Regions from separate parts of the Drosophila melanogaster genome. Here region 2 is linked to region 1. Evidence: chromatin contacts called from public HiChIP or PLAC-seq data. All regions are on one chromosome and are shown on one strand. The core of a region is the stretch at or near the end of the contact, and the rest is flanking DNA. Distances in the headings are between cores, read along the strand shown.

Region 1 (3,940 bases), core at 823-3,322:
CTGTCTCGCCCGATTGGGAGATGAAGAAGCACACGTCGTCCCGGAAAATGGGCGTGTTTCTGTCCAGAAAATCGGAGGCCAGTTCCACCATAACGGGCAGTTCGGTCAGTTCCTCCAGCAGCTGCCTGGTGGCCACCGCACTGTGGTAGGATGTGCCGCACGCAATTAGCATCAAGCGGCGGCAGCGCTTGATCTCCGGTATGTACTCCTTGATGCCACCCAGAACCACGGTCTGCGTATCGAACCTCATCCTGCCGCGCATGGTGTTGACCACGGATTCCGGCTGCTCGAAGATCTCCTTCAGCATAAAGTAGTCGTAGTTGCCCTTCATGATCTGCTGGATCTCCATTTTCAGCGTGATGATCTCGCGGGCGTGCGGATCATCGGATGATTTGTTTAGGCGATGAATGCTGAGCGTGCCATCGCTCTTGACGGCGGCCACGTCGTCATCTTCCAGGTAAATCACCCGATTCGTGTGCTCTATAACAGCCGATGCGTCCGAGGCGAAGAAGTACTCCACTTCCTTGCGCTCCAGCGGTTGAAACTCGGCGTTGCAATCGCCGGGCGGCAATAGTTGATAGGCCTGCTGCTGCGGCTGACCATGTGGCCGATGGGCCTTGGCGTACAGGATGGGTATGTGATCGGTGGCCAGCTTGGTCTTGGCCTTGATGCCCACCAGAAGCGGTGAGCCTCGCCTGGAGGCCACGCACTCGCCCGGGAAGTGCTTCGACTTGAAGGCGATGGCGAAGGCGCCCTCCAGCTGCTGAATGGCCTGCTCCACGAGCTCGCCGAAAGTGTAGCCAGGATGCTGCTGCCACAGGTGGTGTACCAGCTTGGCAATCACCTCCGTGTCCGTGTCGGACTCAAATACATATCCGCGCTTCTCCAGCAGCGTCTTCACATCCTTGTAGTTGGTTATAATGCCATTGTGCACCACCACAAAGCTATTATCCTCATCGGATCGCTGCGGATGCGAGTTGACCTCGGAGGGCACACCGTGGGTGGCCCAGCGCGTGTGTGCTATGCCTATGTGGGTGTCGATGGGCAGCGAGTAGTCCTGGCCGCGACACACCTCCGCCACCGCATCCTCCAGCACCTTCACCTTCCCGGTGCGCTTCACCAGCATTATGGACTGTGCCTCGCCAGAGTTCAGCGCATCGATGGCTATGCCCGTGGAGTCGTAGCCGCGGTACTCCAGCCGCTTCAGTCCCTGCAACAGGAGATCCAGGACCTCCTGTCGCGACTTGGGCGTCAAGTAGTTTAGGTACGCGAATATGCCACACATTCTGAAATGCGATTGCTTTTGCTGAAATTTGCTGGTGATTCGTGGTTTTCCACGTCGCAATGTTAACTTTCCGGTCAGCTGAGGCTGATCTTACACTTCTGAGGCGGCTGCAATGCGATTGTCGTGTTTTTATCGCGACACTGGCTGGAATTTTTTTTGTTTTTCTCTGATAAACCAACCCAATTATTTGCTTTTTCGGCGAAAAGAACACGTCTTCGCCCTGCTCTCCCGCTCGCACGCACACACGCGCCGCTCTTGCGCTCTCGCTCACGCACACAGCTACAGCCACACGCGAGCTGCCATGTAAACATTGGCTTTGTGTGACCGTATTGCAGCCAGGGATGGAACGGTAATTTAATAAATTATTTTTTTACTATGTATTGAATAATATAATAAACTTTTAAAGCTATATACAAAGATGTTAACTGTGTAAATTGTCTGAAAAAGCTTAATATAATATGACCATAAAGGCCAGATCTCATTTCATAGTTGGTTTAAACGACATTCTGTTTTTCCCAAAAATATGAGCATTGAAGATAATATTTTCAACCCATGTTCTAAAGGTTTTGGAAGTTATACCAAAAAGCATAAAATGATTATTGGTTGCTGAGAGTAATCAATGGTGTATTTTGACTATATATAGCTCAAAGTTTACCGTTTATTTGAGCGTACATATGTATGTATTAACAAATTTAAGAAAATATATATATTAAAATTAATATATCGATACCCGAAAATATGCTAAGCATATTGCACATCGATATTTCTAACTGTATGTTTTTGACATCCCTAGTTCTGAGTAGAGCTGGCAACGCCGACATTGTGCAACTCGAAAACGGCGTGAAATACGTATTAAACAGCATTTATTGGCAGAAATCGGCGCATATAATGACGGTAAACAAACGCGACGCGGGTGCCACGCGACCGCGGTGCTTCTTTGACATTTCCCTGGGCGGCCTGGGCATGGGCCGCATTGTCTTCGAGCTCTTCAACGATGTGGCGCCCAAAACGGCCGAAAATTTCCGCGCACTCTGCACGGGCGAAAAGGGATTTGGCCTAATCACCGGCAAGAAGCTGCAGTACAAGGGTGTGATATTCCACCGGGTGGTCAAGGACTTCATGGTCCAGGCGGGCGACTTCTCTGCGGGCAACGGCACCGGCGGCGAGTCCATCTACGGCGGGACGTTCGAGGGTGAGTTCTTCCGGCTTCCGATTCGATGCCTGCATGCATACATACACGCTTGTGTGTGTGTGCTGCTGTTTGTGTGGGAAAAAATCAATACAGTGGTTATCTGATAAGAAGAACAGAAAACGAAAGGGAATATACAGGGTACTTAAAGTGCAATTAATAAAGAGTCAGTAGGGGGAGAAATGTAATAAAAACACTGTAAATACAGACACCCACATTTGGAGATTTAAAAACTTCCAGCCAATTACATCTAAACTGCACTACAATAATCTACTTAAGTTTAATCTTTGTCGAAAAAAATTAAAACGCTTTTGATATGCCAGCCAAAGTGTACAAATGCCCCATTTAAATGTCAAAAATAAATGTTTACTCAAGCGACTCAATTTAAATTTACATTTTGGCAAATATTTCCATTAGAAAGATAAGGGAATGGTGCACATCATACATCTACATATTGCTAATTATACGTTTGGGTGGAAAATGGGACAAATATGCAAATAGAAGCGGCTTTGGGAAATCCAATTACATGCGCATTAAAAAGTTATCTAGAAGATAACTTGAGTTGCTCATCTCTCTTGGGCTTTAAAGTAACATTTAAAGTGAATTTGGTTTAAACAATCCGATTCCTCTTTCCAGATGAGAGCTTCGAAAAGAAGCACGATCGTCCCTTCCTGCTGTCGATGGCCAACCGGGGCAAGAACACAAATGGCTCGCAGTTCTTTATGTAAGTGCTCTCGACGGAGGACCGTAACCGGCTGGTCCGGACTAACGTGGCCGTAAATTTAGTTTCAGTTCTGTTTCAGGCACCGATATTACAGCTAAACTCTCTTCGTCTTCTTTTTGATCTATACTTAAACCACTGTTGTTGTTCATTAATCTATTGCCATTTAGCCTTAGCCCGTGGGCGTTAAAGTGTGAGCTAGCGTCCCACTGACCAGCGGACAGATGCATCGCAATCTGTCCTCCATCGGCCGATGCACCGCCATCCCAGCATCCCTAGTGCATTTGGTCTGTGGGTCCAAAAACCAAGCGAAAGACGATGCAGGTCTTTCAGCTCCATGGTCTTTGGTCCCTGGGCCTGGGTCTCAGTGTGTGTCTCAATCTCTCTCTCTCTCGCTGTCGGCTCCTTGTGGATCTTTGCGGGAATCTTGGGCTGGATCCTCACGATGGATCTGCCAGATGACAATGTGCTGGCCATGGCCAGCGGCAGCGGCTCTTGCGGTTGGTGGCTTGCCAAAATCCTGTGTGCCACCTCTGCCTACACACCTAGAAACCTTTAAACTTTGTTGCACATGACATTGTCTCCGCCACAACCGACAACAATAACAACAACAACAACTGAAACAACAACAACAACACCGATTTCAACTACAACTGCCTACTGCAGCCCAACAACCAGTTAGCCAAAGTGTAAAGAATATTTTTCTCTTCTTCTGTTTCTCATTGTAGTACAACACAGCCTGCGC
Region 2 (3,940 bases), core at 768-3,267, 300 kb after region 1:
TGACCTTAGGGAGCAGGCGGTGGTGATAGTGGTGGTGGTGGAAAGGACATCCCCTTTCGCACTGCTTGTTGTTGTCGCAAAATCGAAGCAAATTAAACGATAATTTGTTGTGAGCAAAGTAACACGCACACACACAAGCGCACACGCGAACGCACTACACACAGATACACCAAACACTACCGCTCTCTTTCTCTCCTCTCTCACTTTGTGTATTTTGTTTGTTCTGGCTTTGCTTTGGTTTTGCTTTTCCTCTGACTCTGCTTTTACTTGGCGATGCAAGCAGCGCGACGTTGCAACATCGTTCACATTTCACATTTCCCCCAGCTGAATGCACTTTTATCTCGCTTTTGTTCCACTTCCTCTCTTGTTTTGACTGCGGCAGATGCGGCTCCGCCTTCTGCTTCTTCTTCTGCCACTGCTTATCCTGTTTGTGCTCCCCCTCCCTCTTGGCCTATCGTCGCGTCTTCTTCACACAGCTATCCTGCGTGGGCAAGGATGTCTTGCTCTGCGTTTTCCCTTCCGTTTCGATTGCAGATCCTTTTCGGAGGAAAGTTTCGATCACGCACATTTAACTCGGTATTTTCACAGCGATTCCGTTCGCGTCCCACACTCGACGCGATTTATTTTTCTCAATTTTTTCGACGGCCCAGCCGCATTTTACCATTTCAAGAACCAATCGAATCGAAACGCGCAGGGTGTTTGCTGCAGTTATAACGAAAATCCCCCAAATGCGCAACTGAATGCCCTAAAAAATCCAGATATTCTCCCGAGCTCAAAATCGCGTTCGCAGAGTATTCACACTACTGCGAGCTATCGATAACCGTTTGCACTGGGCCACTAAGCAAGATGTCACACTTCTTTATTTAGGTTTAAAATGTGTTTCAATATTCTAATTAAATGCAAAGAAAAAGAATAAATATCCCGGGGTGCGATCATTTTATAAATAGTCTCCTGTGTAAGCAGTGCTCTATGGTTGGTGTCGAACTCCGCTAGGCGAAGGGCAACTCGGCTAAGGTGGTTTCATTCGCTGTTTGAAAAAGTTAAGCTAAGTTATTTTGAATCTTATAAATTATAAATTATCTTATCTTAAATTATCTTATAAACAACGACTTTTTTTTCGTATTTGGACATTAATGTTGACAAATTGTAGATTTGTATTAAATGTAGTTCGTAATATTCAGTTTTTTTGTATGTATCTACATTTAAACAGAATTTCCCCAATGTTTCCCGTTTTAGCAATGACACACTCCATATTTTATTTGACTAACCAGGTGTAGGGCTTAAATTCTAGCAGTGATTGTAAAAATTTGTACAGAAGCATATCGCTTAAATCACAGAGTTCTTTGAAAGCGTAGTAAAGATAGTGTAAAATATAAAATATATTCGCTTGTAGTTGACCGAATGTCGTATGGTGATGGTGTCGCCATCTAGGAGTTATTTTTTTTGTTTAAGATGTGGGGGCCCGAATCTTATCATAGATTCCCGTCAGCTTTATCTGCCGATCCACACTCGATCAGCTTGGTGTTACCGTCTGTTGTATGGCGTCACATCCAGGCGACATAGAAGTGCATAGGATGCACAGCAGCAGCCGCCGTCTTAGGAATAACGGAGTAATGATATACTAGATTCGTTGAAAACTAAGTAACACTACATAATCCGACTATATAATCTTTTATAATTTCTATCGGCTTGATAAAAAAAAACTTTTCATAATTTCCATCGGTTTGATAAAAAAAACTTCTTGCCACTCTAACACCAAAAACCTCCCATTTTTCTCATTATATGTAGTCTCCAATATCTATCGATATGCCAGAAAAATAATGAAATGTAGCGTTCTTACTTTCACTGGCAGCATTCACCAATTAATAAATTAACGTTTCCGTACCTTAAAAGTTGTTTTAAAAAATTGAAACATATTTAATTTCCTTAACGGTATAGCGATAAGAGAATATAACGGCTCTCTTAATGGCAAGACATTCCGGATGGTCTGAACAGTTTGTGTGTAGCTATCGTTGGCTGCTAAACAGTCATGATAACCCTATTAAAACCAATTCATAAATGGCTCTGCTTCTGCCTAATTGCAATAATCGTAATTCTCGGCATCAAAACCCAAAATGCAAATACTAAGCCCAGAGTTTCAGAAGTCACAGGATCGGATGACACAAATTCCGACATTCCTCCTGCTGAAGAAGATCGAAATGTACAGGATGTAGTCCGGCCCGCATATTTTGTGGAGTCCGCCAAGTGCAAGATCCCGTATGTTGATCCCTTCGCCTCAGATGCAATGGCCATTTTCCACCCCGAGCATTTTGAGACCTGCTCAAACGAAACCGCCCTGGTTACTCCGATCTATGACATCAGTCGGCAGCGATATGTACTCTTCATCAATGAGTCGTTAGCCTCCATTATTCTCAACTCCAATGGGGGGGAGTACAATTGCTATTATCAGGAGATAACGCGGGACCGTAAGCACGACAGTTATGATAAGTAATATCTTGCTTGATTTGTTGCTTAGAACCAACTCCCTATTAATTTCATACTTTTCAGGATGGAGCGAAAATACTTCTCTCAGAACTACGAGGTGCCGCTCCATGTTGAGGGCCTGATCTTGACCTGCCATCGTCTTGGCAACGAGTCGGATATTTTGCAGAGCGATGCGTATAACCTCATTCAATACAGGCCACCACCCAAAGGACTCTCGCTGAAACCGTCCAAGAGGAAGCCAAGTGTCCTTATGTTCGGCATAGACAGCCTTTCGCGGATCAATTTGCGTAGAACTATGCCGAAGGTCTATAAGTTCCTAACGAGGGACGGGTGGTTCGAGCAGCAAGGATACAATAAGGTGGGTAAAGAAAGCGGGATTTATAAACGAGGACTAAATATTTTATCATGTGCAGATAGGCGACAACACCTTCCCCAATCTGTTGGCCATTTTGACAGGCTACAATCCAGAGTCGGCCATTAAGAAGGTGTGCAACTGGCACGAGGATGGGTGCCTAGATAGGACCCCTTTTATATGGCACTACTTCCGGAATGCCAGCTATCTCACAGCCTATGCTGAGGATGAGGCAGGCATTAATACATTCAACTATTGGAAACCGGGTTTCCTGGAGCAGCCCACCGACTTCTACTTAAGGCCCTTGCAGAAGGCCATTGAATCGGGCCTGAACACCTGGAAATGCAGTGACTGCTCGATGAAGTACTGTATCGGCCGGCGGATCACGAGCAGTTATGCCTACGACATGGCCAGAAATTTTGCCAACCGTTTCGTGGATGAGCGACCCATTTGGGGTCTGTTCTGGTCAAACAGTTTCAGCCACGACAGCTTCCAAATGCCCTCGAAAATGGAGGACTATGTGCTTCAGTACCTGCTGGACTTCGAGGCCGATGGTGTGTTCGATCAGAGTATTATGGTGTTCCTCTCGGATCATGGCTCACGCTATGGCAGACTCATGTCCCTGCCGAGTGGATTCCTGGAAGAGCGTCTTCCCTCGATGTTTATCTATTTGCCGCCTTGGTTCCGGGCTCAGTATCCGGAATACGCCAGGGCCCTTGAGCTGAATCGGAATCGGCTTACATCCAACTACGATCTGCACAACACCCTGAAACACATCATCGAACTGGGCGGCACTCCAGATGGTCAAACATTGCCCAAAGCGGCCGACTGTCCCAAGTGCCAATCCCTTTTTTATCCCGTCGATGAGACAAGGTCGTGTGAGGATGCCGGAATACCGGAGCACTTCTGCACCTGTGTGCCTTACAAAAGACTGGATACGCAATGGGCAAAGAGCATTGCCCCCAAGGTGATCGGTCGAATCAACGAGTATCTGGCCGGCAGGAATCTGAGTAAGATTTGTTCTGAACTCACGCTCAGCTATATTCACCTGACAGAAATGAAAGTCGAGCTAGACCAGAACTTCCACGACGATGTGCCTCGTGC

What was found. HiChIP or PLAC-seq counts read pairs in DNA pulled down with a chosen protein or histone mark.
Region 2: a CP190 HiChIP or PLAC-seq map of the Kc167 cell line shows a contact between it and region 1, with 4 times the contacts expected there. The contact joins the promoter of CG9988 here to the promoter of Moca-cyp in region 1. A contact is called at or near these places in 3 of 107 Hi-C or Micro-C datasets (the Kc167 cell line and wing imaginal disc) and 2 of 6 datasets of contacts at active chromatin or transcription factors (both in the Kc167 cell line).

What each region holds. Positions count from the first base shown.
Region 1 is chr3R:28,338,262-28,342,201 of dm6, forward strand. It overlaps Moca-cyp (Moca-cyp,), which reads left to right and starts at 2,073. Exons shown (of 8, transcript NM_170367.3): 1 at 2,073-2,477; 2 at 3,111-3,198; 3 at 3,924-3,940. The coding sequence starts at 2,174. Gfat2 (Glutamine:fructose-6-phosphate aminotransferase 2) reads right to left here and starts at 1,504. Exons shown (of 2, transcript NM_143360.4): 1 at 1-1,504. The coding sequence starts at 1,285. It also overlaps asRNA:CR46105.
Region 2 is chr3R:28,634,394-28,638,333 of dm6, forward strand. It overlaps CG9988, which reads left to right and starts at 2,018. Exons shown (of 3, transcript NM_143368.3): 1 at 2,018-2,487; 2 at 2,548-2,842; 3 at 2,898-3,940. The coding sequence starts at 2,030. It overlaps CG10011, which reads right to left and starts at 706. Exons shown (of 6, transcript NM_143367.3): 1 at 1-706.